Linked DNA regions of Zea mays: region 1 is linked to region 2. Evidence: chromatin contacts called from public Hi-C data. All regions are on one chromosome and are shown on one strand. The core of a region is the stretch at or near the end of the contact, and the rest is flanking DNA. Distances in the headings are between cores, read along the strand shown.

Region 1 (6,663 bases), core at 1,054-3,553, 540 kb after region 2:
CCATCTCCTTCTTGGCGTGATCTCCCGACATCACTTCGAGCGGTTAGGCTCTAATGAAGCACCGGGCTTTGATACCAATTGAAAGTCGCCTAGAGGGGGGTGAATAGGGCGAAACTGAAATTTACAAATATAAACACAACTACAAGTCAGGGTTAGCGTTAGTAATAAGAAACGAGTCCGCAAGAGAGGGCGCAAAACAAATCCCAAGTGAATAAGCAAGTGAGACACGGAGATTTGTTTTACCGAGGTTCGGTTCTTGCAAACCTACTCCCCGTTGAGGAGGCCACAAAGGCCGGGTCTCTTTCAACCCTTCCCTCTCTCAAACGATCCACGGATCGAGTGAGCTTTCTCTTCTCAATCACTTGGAACACAAAGTTCCCGCAAGGACCACCACAAGATTGGTGTCTCTTGCCTCAATTACAAGTGAGTTTGATTGCAAAGAAAGGATCAAGAAAGAAGAAAGCAATCCAAGCGCAAGAGCTCGAAAGAACACAAGCAAATCACTCTCTCTAATCACTATGGCGTTGTGTGGAGTTTGGAGAGGATTTGATCTCTTTGGTGTGTCTAGAATTGAATGCTAGGGCTCTTGTAGTAGTTGGGAAGTGGAAAAACTTGGATGCAATGAATGGTGGGGTGGTTGGGGTATTTATAGCCCCAACCACCAAAAGTGGCCGTTGGGAGGCTGTCTGCTCGATGGCGCACCGGACAGTCCGGTGCACACCGGACAGTCCGGTGCCCCCTGCCACGTCATCACTGCCGTTGGATTCTGACCGTTGGAGCTTCTGACTTGTGGGCCCGCCTGGGTGTCCGGTGCACACCGGACATCTACTGTTCCTTGTCCGGTGTGCCAGTATGGGCACGCCTGCCATCTGCGCGCGCTGCGCGCGCATTTATTGCACCGCAGAGAGCCGTTGGTGCGGAGGTAGCCGTTGCTCCGGAGTCGCACCGGACAGTCCGGTGCACACCGGACAGTCCGGTGAATTATAGTGGACTAGCCGTTGGAGTTTCCCGAAGCTCGCGAGTTCCTGAGGCCGCTTCTCCATGGCGCACCGGACACTGTCCGGTGTACACCGGACAGTCCGGTGAATTATAGCGCGAGTGCCTCTGGAAATTCCCGAAGGTGATGAGTTTGAGCTGGAGTCCTCTGGTGCACCGGACACTGTCCGGTGGTTCACCGGACACTGTCCGGTGTACACCGGACAGTCCGGTGCTCCCAGACCAGAGGGCCTTCGGTTCCCACTTTGCTCCTTTGTTGAATCCAAAATTTGATCTTTTTATTGACTAAGTGTGAACCTTTGACACCTGTATAACTTATACACTAGAGCAAACTAGTTAGTCCAAAGATTTGTGTTGAGCAATTCAACCACCAAAATTATTTAGGAACTAGGTGTAAGCCTAATTCCCTTTGAGAGCCCACCGATGTGGCTGTCCTGCGAGAGGCCGAGCTTGATGCTCGGCATGGCCGCAACGTGTACAACAAACATGGGCGCAAAGCTGATCTTAAGCCACCAATGGCGCCGATTCTCGCCAGCTCGAGGCCCGCGATTCGAAGTTTATTGAGGTGTCGATTTGGGCCGACTGAAGGGTGCCAACATCGTTGGATTGGATGATGGAGGGATTGCGAGGCCGGTCGGGGGGCAAGGCAGATTTGGGGTGACCTTCACGATCGCTCCTTGCACCGTGGGGATTGCGGCGTTAATGGCAGGATGGTGGCGCAGTGCATGGGGAAGGGGATCGCGTGGGGAAGGGCGGTGATGGTGTGATGGCTCGGGTGAGCGATGATAGCGGGATGGTGGCGCAGGCGTGAGGAACGAGATCGCGTGGGGAAGAGCGGTGATGGCGTGATGGAGGCGCCGCGTGTGGGGAGTGTGGCGGGGGCATAGTGATGGTGTGGACGCCCACAATACGATCATATAGAGATTTTAGCAGGAGTGCACAGTTTAAAAAGCATATGATATGAGCAAAGCTCATAAAAACGAGAATATTCTGACGAGTCCCATATTTGAGAAAAAATTAACTATTTATCACTTTTTGAAGGTGGATGGCAAATCTTTTGCCATACCAGTGACTCATTTGTCAGGGACACATGATTGAGAAGATTTCGTGAGATAGCAAATAGTTAAATGCCCGCATATTTGATGGGAAAAAGAAGCAAATAACTCATCCACGACGCATGTTACCCCGTGAAGCTTTGGTTGTCGTTGCACTTTATAAGCACGCCCCTGGTGAGAAAAAGTTAGAAATCATCGGGAACTATTCGCTTCTGGAGACGTGAATGCTTTCCTCCCTAATTTCCGTTATATTTGCACCCATCACAAGCTCCCCATCGAACCCTTCCCGTCTCCAACCGTCGCCATCTCCATCCGCAATTTAACCACTCGGCCGCCGCTGAGTCAGAGTCAGTAGCGAGAAGCAGAGCGGCTCTGCTCCTCTCGGTCATGCGGCGCCCACACAACGCCGTCCAACCATCAGCAATGCCTCCTGCAGTTGGACTCCTTCCCCTCCTCCTCCTCCTCCTCCTCTTCCATCTCCCCGTCTCCCTCTGCTCCCACCACCACCATCACAGCACCCCACCCGCTTCTCCGTCCCCGTCCCCGTCCCCAGCACCCTCCTCCGCGCCGCTAGCGGTGCTCCTGGCCTGCAACGCCACCCGGTTCCAGCCGGCCTGCGTCTCCACGCTCTCCGGCGCCGCGCCCGATGCCTCCACCGCCGACCTCCTCGCCGCGACGCTCTCGGCGCTCCGCGCCCGCCTCCCGCCCGCCGTCTCCACGGCCAAGTCCGTGCTGGCGTCCTCCTCCAACGTGAACCTCTCCAACGCCGCCACCAACTGCCTCACGTTCCTCGCGCTCTCCTCCCGCCGCCTCTCGCCGTCCCCCTCGGCGCCGCCGCTGCTCTCCGCCTCCACGGCGCTGCTCCACCTCTACGACTGCTGGTCCGCGTACAAGTACGTCAACTTCTCCCGCACCATCTCCGACGCCATGGCCTACCTCGACGACACCATCACCGTGAACAGCAACTACATCTCCATGCTCGCCGCGCGGCAGCGGTACGGCGACGAGACGTCCCTCTGGCGGCCCCCGCAGACGGAGCGCGACGGGTACTGGCCCCCGCCCGCCGCGAGCTCGGGTGCCGACGTGGACGCGCTCGGCGTGCCCAAGGGCCTGCCGGCGAACGCGACGGTGTGCGGCGCCGGGTGCGACTACAGGACGGTGCGGGAGGCGGTGGCGGCCGCGCCGGACTACGGCGACGGCGCGTTCGTGGTGCACGTGAAGGAGGGGGCGTACAGGGAGACGGTGAGCGTGCCGTGGGAGAAGACCAACGTGGTCCTCGTTGGCGACGGCATGGGGAAGACGGTCATCACTGGCGATCTCAACGCTGACACGTCCGGCGTGTCCACCTTCAACACCGCCACCGTAGGTGCGTATAAACACGAGTACTTCCGCACCTTCTTTTTTTTGGCCGAGTCCCCGCTTGCTGCGTCAACGTACGTGTACACTCTACACTGATGAACGAACGCGGCGTCGTACGCCTACGCGTGTGCTTGCGTGGAATCAATGCCATCCCGTGACTGGAGCTGGAGCATTAAACGATTTCTCTGGATTAGATGTTGCGGTTGGTTACCGGGAGCCTTATTTAGGCCATAGCGCACACTGCTAGTGTTTGTTTTCCTTTTTTTATTTTTAAATTAGGCAGCTGGGACAACATTTGGTACTAAAGTGATGTGAACACAACATTTGCCTAGCCCTCCAAACAGAGAAGCAGCGCATCTAGTATCTGTGTCCACCAATTAATCTGCCTAAGATATTTGCTACAATGTGAGCAAATTTGGTGATGTTTGGTTAAGACCTTGTTAAGGAGAAATGGTAATAGGATCTCCTACCGGCGGTAATGGTTACTAGTTATAATTAGATTGGATAGTAGTACATAGTATTAATTGAAAGAGCTCAACTAAACAAAAGTATGTATTGTTATCTGTTACCATGTAATCCATTTAGGCGAGCCAAACACCACCTAAATCTCTACCAACAAATCCATTTCATGATAGCCAATCATTGCTACAGGCAAATTCAAATGGATTCACTTTCCAACAGTAGCAAGCTCAACAGTGTAGTGTGTGGCCAGCAGAGCATGTGGTCCGTGACGGGAAGAGACAATGCGCCGTAGCGTCGACTCACGAGCCTGTTCAGTCCAGTAGTCCTAGTCCTAGGCTACGCAAACTTTCCCGTGCTCCGGTCGGCCCCACAAACGAAAAGCCGTGCCGCGTGTGCATTGAGTCCACCACTCCACCGAGAAGAAACTGCTCCGGTCCAAATCCACACGCCGCCGTCTCAACTCTGTCGTGCACTCCATCGCACATTCACGTGCTAAGACCAACTCCAGCAGACTCCCTCTCCGTATCCCTAAAACGCACGGCCAACATTTTCTCTCTCCGTATCCGTCTCCGTTTCCAGCAGACTCTGTATTTGCACTCTGTATTTGCACTCCGTATGCAGTCTATGACACCTGGGCCCGCGAGCAGCCGCGCGCGCATGCAGTGAGCTGCGGAGAGGAGAGAGAAAGCGTGTAAAGGGGGAGTGAAGGTACAGGCCGTACGTTTTAGGGAGACGGATGCGGAGACTGCTGGACTGATGAATAGTGTGCTTCGCTGTCCAAAATAGGGATACGGAGCCGCATGCGGAGTGCTGCCGGAGTTGGTCTAACAAGTAGTGTGTCATGGACTTCTGGTTGCAGGCGTGCTGGCGGACGGGTTCATGGCGCGTGACCTGACGATCGCGAACACGGCGGGCCCCGACGCGCACCAGGCCGTGGCGTTCCGGTCCACGGGCGACCGCACGGTGCTGGACGGCGTGGAGCTGCTGGGGCACCAGGACACGCTGTACGCGCACGCCATGCGCCAGTTCTACACCCGGTGCCGCGTGGCGGGCACCGTCGACTTCGTCTTCGGCAACTCCGCCGCGGTGCTCCACGACACCGCCCTCGTCGTGCTGCCGCGGCAGCTGCGGCCGGAGAAGGGCGAGAACGACGCCGTCACGGCGCAGGGCCGCACCGACCCGGCCCAGCCCACGGGGATCGTGCTCAGCCGCTGCTCCGTCAACGGCAGCGAGGAGTACATGGCGCTGTACCGCGAGAGGCCCGGCGTGCACCACGTCTACCTGGGCCGCCCGTGGAAGGAGTACTCCCGCACCGTGTACGTCGGGTGCACGCTCGCGGAGATCGTGCAGCCGCAGGGGTGGATGCCGTGGAACGGGGACTTCGCGCTCCAGACGCTCTACTACGGCGAGTACGACAGCGCCGGCCCCGGCAGCGCCGCGGGCCGGAGGGTGGCGTGGAGCAGCCAGGTTCCCAAGGTCCACGTCGACGCGTACAGCGTCGCCAGCTTCATACAGGGGCACGAGTGGATACCCAGAGTGTAGTGCAGTACCGCGTAACAACTGTAGAGAATGTATTTACCAGCAATCGTGTCCCACAATTGACACGGTGTCCCTGGTGTTGAGCTTGAGCATTGCAGTTACTCCTAATAATACGGAGAGAGCAAGTCAAAGACATGGAAATAATAAACCTACCGCGATAACGATCGCAACGGACAAGAACATGGCAAGTGCCTGTGACTGTGACCTCAGTCACCGCCTCAGCCATCAAGAGAGGAGTGGCTTGGACGAAATGGCTGACTAGAAGTGGTGCTGTGGCAGAGCACGGAAAGGACAGGCAGATAGGCTCGGGCGCTCGGCGTGCATTTTCCGCAATTTAGCAGGTCCTGGCAAACAACATTATCGCCTCGCCGCTAGTGGGGGTTCATCACTGCAACACTGCCTATCTTTGCAGCTGTGTCTTTTCACTGCGCCCCCACCGCCACATGTGCGCCGCCGCCCTACGACCCAACCAAAATGAGGGCTCGGGAGTCATGGTCGTGGCTCGGCGCCCACCCACTTTTACGGACGCATGCATTCATGCGCCATGACTCAGGCTAGATCTCTCTTTTCGAACTAAGCAAGCAGTCATATAGTACCATCAGAGATCCTCACGCTAGCACTGAATGTTTATTTTTCTTTACATGATACTCCTACATAATTGATTAATTGTATCGAACACGAGACGTATGTGCAACTGGCAGCTTTTCACGGAATTTTATTATTACATTACATATTCGAAACCAGGGCAAGGCATACTTGAAGTTTTATAGCACGTTATGCAGCAAATTCCCTTCAAAAGACGTCAAAAGCAAGAACAGGAATCGATGAAGCAAGCAGGTAGATTCAGGCACTATCAGTTTACAGATGCCATTCTGATTTGGACAGGATGCATAAACCATTCTATACATGCAGAAATTTCGTTCTAAGTGTATAGTCGCAAAGAGGATTTACATTCCCTGTTTTTTTTCTTCTTGTTGTATCTCTACTTCTACAATTTTGTACGCCCTCCTTATTCTAGTAAATGTGGCAAAAAAATTAGTTGCACAATATACCAAACTATATACCTGGTTGAGGACCAGAATAATTGCACTGGAACATCGGGACATACTTGTACGCTGGTGCAACATAGGAGCATCGTGGCTAACAACTAGATAAATACGAGTGGTTAGTACCGGGGTATGCAATGCATAGATTTCAGGCATGCCACTACACATAAACCAAAACAGTCAGGCTCCACGGTTCTTTGTTGATC
Region 2 (5,748 bases), core at 963-3,462:
CGCTAGTGCTAGGGGCCAGTAGAAATTATCATTTTTATAGGCGGGTAACTGAGAACCGAAAATCGATTTTCACTGACGGTCGGTGTAATAAAACCGCCAATGAAAATCGTTTCCAGGAAACATAAAACGGATTTTAAAAATAGCAAGAAAAATATTTTTATTAGGGAGGCCTCGCGGCCCACCCACCCCCACCTGTCTGTCTTCGTCGAAGTCGAAAATCGATTTTCACCGACGGTCGGTGTAATAAAACCGCCAATGAAAATCGTTTCCAAGAAACATAAAACGGATTTTAAAAATAGCAAGAAAAATATTTTTATTAGGCAGGCCTCGCGGCCCACCCACCCCCACCTGTCTATCTTCGTCGAAGTCGCAAGTCGCGGAATTTTTTGTGCACTACGCGGTTGTTAGGAATCGAACCACTGACCTCACCCTCATGCTTACCCTCCTCTATCACTCCGGCTATGACATGTTTTGTGTCTAGTTTTTAGTTTTGTTGCCCACATATTACAACCAACTGAGTGTAAATTGCTTGTTTGAGACCGTAAACGAATTCAAATAAAGCAGTTGTCAACTACAAAGTTGAATAATTTTTGAAGTTCTAAAACTTTCATTTTGACATTTTTTCATCCGAGGTCGTTTGCAAAATTTGAATTTTAAATTTAACAAATTTAGATACAATTTTTAGAGCCGAAATGATTTCAAATAAAAAAGTTGTCAACTACAAAATTTTATAACTTTTAGAAATCTACAACTTTTATTTTGATGGTTTTGTCATACGATGTCGTTTGAAAAACTCGAAAAATTAAGGATAAAAATGATTTCTAGTGGCGGTTCCTTAAGAAAACCGCCACTAGAAATCGATTTCTACAGGCGGGTTCTTAAAAAAATCGCCACTAGAAATCATGGATTTCTACAGACGGTTTTCATAAGGAACCGCCTCTAGAAATACGATTTCTAGTGGCGGTTTTCTTAAGAAACCGCCACTAAAGATAGCATAGGCGGTTGATAACCGAATCCGCCTATAAAAATATACCGCACCGCAGGTTTTGAGCCTTTTTCTACTAGTGAAAAATGCTATTCATGTTATTTAGCACAAGTTACGGCCTATTTTAGGAACATATCGGAATTGTCGAGCACCATGCTCACGAAACATGACCGTGAACTTGTCATCCAACTGTTTTAAAATTGTATAAAATATAAGCAAAGTCAGAAAATCATGAAATTTATCCACATGCCATGGTATCATATGTAGAGCCTATGGTAAAAAATTTGAGGCTGTTTCGAGAAAGTTGTCACGCACTATGTGCAGAAACCTAAGTGCCCTACACATGAAATCTTAGAACTTCAATATAGAAACTTAAGTGTCCTACACATGAAACCATTGAAGATCTGATGAGATTTCCTTTCCTGTTGACAGTTTCCATCTCCCGGACGACGGTGTTTGAAAAAATAGCGCCAACTGGCACGCAGAGTGGCTATCTAGACATACAATTGCTACATTAGTAACTACATTTAGTAAGTTTATTTAGAGAACTATTGGAGAACAATTTTTTTGTTTACTTCTTAAATTCAAAATTTAGTGAGTTGTTTAGAGAACTATTGAAGTTGATCTTAGAGATGATAAGGAGCTCTAAACTTTATACTATATAATTTAAAGATCAGATTAGAATCCAACTCTATTTATATTTAGTTTTAAACTAAATTAATTTAAAGCTCAAACAAATTATAAATAAATATTTGGATCATGATTCATTGCCATCCTTAGTTAGAGTTAATGCCTAACAAAAACCATAATTCAGAGTTCAATCACGTGGGTAATCGTTTTTCATACGCTCGTGTTCAAGTTTAAATCTTTAAATATATGATAAATTTATCATATTCTTTTATTGTCTTGTCAATCTCGTCATTCTCAAAGTCGTCGACACGACACGACACGAGGCCATGGAAGTACACAACGCCATTATACCGCACCAAGTACAGTACCTCTTCCCCTGCTTTCGGCTTTGCCATCAACCCCAACCGGACAGCGAGGTGAAGCCAAGTTGCCCCGCGGACGCAAAGCATACAGGCCATTTTGCCGTTTCCGGCGCGCGCCTCTGAACAAACCCGAAAGCCCCCCTCATCGCCATTCCTCTTCCTGCCATGGCGATCCTCTTTACTCCTCCCCTCCCACCACCACCGCCCCTCCCAACTACACCACACCGCACCGGCACCACCACCAACCGAGCGGCTCCAGGCTCCTGCTCAGGAAGGGGAGAAGAGGCGAGCCTTCCTTGGGAAGTCGCAGGAGGAGAGAAGGGGAACAAAGATGGGGCGCGGCAAGATCGAGATCAAGCGGATCGAGAACTCCACCAACCGCCAGGTGACCTTCTCCAAGCGCCGCAACGGGATCCTCAAGAAGGCGCGGGAGATCAGCGTGCTCTGCGACGCCGAGGTCGGCGTCGTCGTCTTCTCCAGCGCCGGCAAGCTTTACGACTACTGCTCCCCGAAGACATCGTGCGTGCCGTTTCCTACTCCCTGGTTTGCTTGCGGTGTCTGTTTATCTTTTCGCTGTGCCATAGTATATTGTTCCGGGTTTTGCCGGACTAGAGAAAGGATCTATATCGGGGCGACTAATCCATTTGAAACTAAAATAGACTTTTAGTTTTGTATTTGACAATTTAGAGACTAAAATAAAATAAAACGGGGGACTAAAAATTAATCGAAACCAAACTCCCCCTTAGTCTGCTCTGCACTGTTCTATTTTTGGTTGGATTTGGATACTGTTATATTTTCCATTACTGTGACTACTATGGAATTTTAAGTTGGTTCGGATAGGGGAACAGACAGTGCAATTAGGTGCAGGATTAAGATTTTTGCCGGTACTGTGACTGTTCTTGTCTATTTCTCAAGAACGACCTTATATGAGGTCTAGGAATTTTTTTTTTTTTTTTTTTTTTTGCCTGAGTGGCTTCTTGTCGGTTTAAAGTATATATTTTTTCTATTTGTATAGGTAAACCACCTATACCTCTCTTTATTAAAATAGTTATGACTGGCGTTCTGTATCTGATGTTGAACCGACACACTAGCAACACTCACGCCTCTATCTGTGACTGATGCCATTCTGGTATGACGTAGGCTATCAAAAATCCTGGAGAAGTACCAGACCAACTCTGGAAAGATACTGTGGGGTGAGAAGCACAAGGTGATATTTGGTCTCCGGACACAACGGAAACCCCTCTTCTATAGAGCTTAACAATCAGTTTGCTGGCCTCCTAAATTTGTTGAACATACTGACTGACTATTTGATGCGCACACGAACCGTTTCAGAGCCTTAGTGCAGAGATTGACCGTATAAAGAAAGAGAACGACACCATGCAGATCGAGCTCAGGTGAATGCTTAAACTTGAATAAATTGTCCACTCTTTGTTTTTGGAAAATTTCCATCTTCATATCAAGTTTCTATTTAAAGAGAAAGTGCGGCCTCATAGTTATTTTAAGCTAGAATAATTGGTCTTTTTTTTGTGGAAATTAACTCTTCAGTTCCTCCTATTAATGGTACAGGCACCTGAAAGGTGAAGATCTAAACTCGCTGCAACCCAAAGACCTGATCATGATCGAGGAGGCACTTGATAATGGACTGACGAACCTGAATGAGAAACTGGTAACAAATCCACCCAGTCAGTCGATATCAATGCGGTTGACGCTGCAGGTATTGCCATCCGTGTACTAATTTCTGATATCGGTTGCTTTGCTGATGCAGATGGAGCACTGGGAAAGGCGTGTGACAAACGTACGACCGTAATCTGGCTAATGATTCTGTACTTGTGAATTTTATTTGAACATGTGTATGGTTCTTTTCAGTTCTTTCCCTCATCCACTGCTTTGTTGCTTGTTGGTTTGTTGTAGACTAAGATGATGGAAGACGAGAACAAATTGCTGGCCTTCAAACTCGTAAGTGTCCTTGCAGAGTTGAATCCCGCGAGCTGAATTTGTACTTGAAAAGGCTGACCACTCCGTCACTCTGAAAAAAACATTTTGGAATTTAAGACTACCTTTACTTTGATGCTTAAATCACGCGTGCCGCATACAGACATACAGTTTTCAGAGACCAAGTTAATTCTCTAGTTACCGCTTTACTGCTGTTTAACTGTCTGACACTTAGAATGCTTGCCTAAGCCACCGTTTTCCTTGGTTGTCTGCAGCACCAGCAAGATATCGCGCTGAGCGGCAGCATGAGAGAGCTTGAGCTGGGTTACCATCCTGACCGGGACCTGGCGGCCCAGATGCCAATCACCTTCCGCGTGCAGCCCAGCCATCCCAACTTGCAGGAGAACAATTAGACTGCTGGATGCCCTCGTTCCACTCGCCGAGGATTTCACCCAGCCACCACCGCTGGCTTGTATGCCCTCGTGCGCTGGCAACTGTATCTTTATCTTTCCGGTATGTTTGGATGAACGTATAATGTGTGTCAGTGTCGGTCGCATGACGTGCCGATGTCGTGCATCTCTCTCTCTCTCTGCCAGAGCAGCGGAACTCTGCACCGTGAGTAACTTAATTGGTACCGTATGATCTGCCGGACAGTGAATAGTTTATGTGAGTGGGTCAAACCATAATGTGTAGTATTTGTGTCGAACTGTCAATGGCACGTATTTGGATTTTCACTACACGTTACATATGAAGGGATATACATCCATTTGTCGCCGCTGCCGTCGTGCAGACCTGAGCATGTCTCCGAAGTCCACGAATGGGCCGCCGCCGCTCAGGATCGATGAAGCGCTGAAATTGGTTTCGCCTTCGTCGAACGCAATCCTCTGGCCGAGCGGTTGCGGCCGGTCCAGCAGGCCGGGAACACGTCCATGCCCCCCTCCAGCATACTCAGTGCCTCCGGCATGCTCGGGCAGAACACCACCGTGACGTGGGCGCACAGGATCCCGACAACACCTGCTTGCCACCGTCCTGGTCTAGCGAGCCATTGGGCATGTAGTCGTACACGAGGAACATCTGCTTGCCTTCGTCGGCGTCGGCAATGCAGCACCCGCGGAGCGGCACCAGGTTCCGGTGCCACCTCGTTGGAGCCTGAAGGGGAAAACTACAGTACTACACCACACCAGGTCACTGGTTGTCAATCTTGGGTATAGATGGCCAACAGTGCGGCTAATCGGGCCGACTCGGGGCACGACACAGCCTATAGTGCCTGGGCACGATATGACATGGTCAGTGCCAGGCCCGTGCCGACATGGCATGTGGCTAGTGCTATGCCTGTGCTGGCATGAGCACAACCTGATTAGCTCTCAGTCACAATTAAACCTAGCTCCTTTAGAACCCTAACCCGTCGCCCTCTCCCCCTGGCTCTGCCTCGTCAGCCGCCCGTTCTCACGCTCTCTCTCAAACCATCTCGTTCTCTTCGCTCTCTAGCGTTTGGTGATTTGGGGTGATTCCCCGTTCCTCCAGATCCGTGTCGCCACCGCCAGTTCCACTCCGCCGCCACATCACCTCTGAGCTTCGAGCTTTGATAGGATCCTCCACCTCACGTTCCTCTCCCATCTTCCCCTCACCTCAGTGGCTCGATCACGATTTTGGTAAGAGACGATAACATGATTTGGTGTTCCGTCGTCTTCTTCCTTTAGCCAACATCTGACGAGGTTAACACTCCTGGTAAGACGATAAGCTGTTTGTTATGGACTTGTTGTGCTCTTATCTTCTCTCGATCTAGTTGTGGTGGATTGTGGTTATTAACCCTAAGTTTGTATTGTTCTTCCACCTCCG

The links. Hi-C and Micro-C count contacts between places; a contact is called where the count stands out from the background.
Region 1: a contact with region 2 is called in a Hi-C map of tassel, with 2.2 times the contacts expected there. The contact joins the promoter of LOC103650921 here to the promoter of LOC542019 in region 2. A contact is called at or near these places in 2 of 25 Hi-C or Micro-C datasets (leaf and tassel).

What each region holds. Positions count from the first base shown.
Region 1 is chr3:176,609,900-176,616,562 of Zm-B73-REFERENCE-NAM-5.0, forward strand. It overlaps LOC103650921 (probable pectinesterase/pectinesterase inhibitor 51), which reads left to right and starts at 2,304. Exons shown (of 2, transcript NM_001346721.1): 1 at 2,304-3,417; 2 at 4,732-5,472. The coding sequence starts at 2,439. The coding sequence ends at 5,414. It overlaps LOC103650922, which reads right to left. Exons shown (of 3, transcript XM_008676517.4): 3 at 6,235-6,663.
Region 2 is chr3:176,072,710-176,078,457 of Zm-B73-REFERENCE-NAM-5.0, forward strand. LOC542019 (MADS16) reads left to right here and starts at 2,213. Exons shown (of 7, transcript NM_001111666.1): 1 at 2,213-2,496; 2 at 3,118-3,184; 3 at 3,310-3,371; 4 at 3,544-3,643; 5 at 3,743-3,772; 6 at 3,889-3,933; 7 at 4,185-4,600. The coding sequence starts at 2,309. The coding sequence ends at 4,322.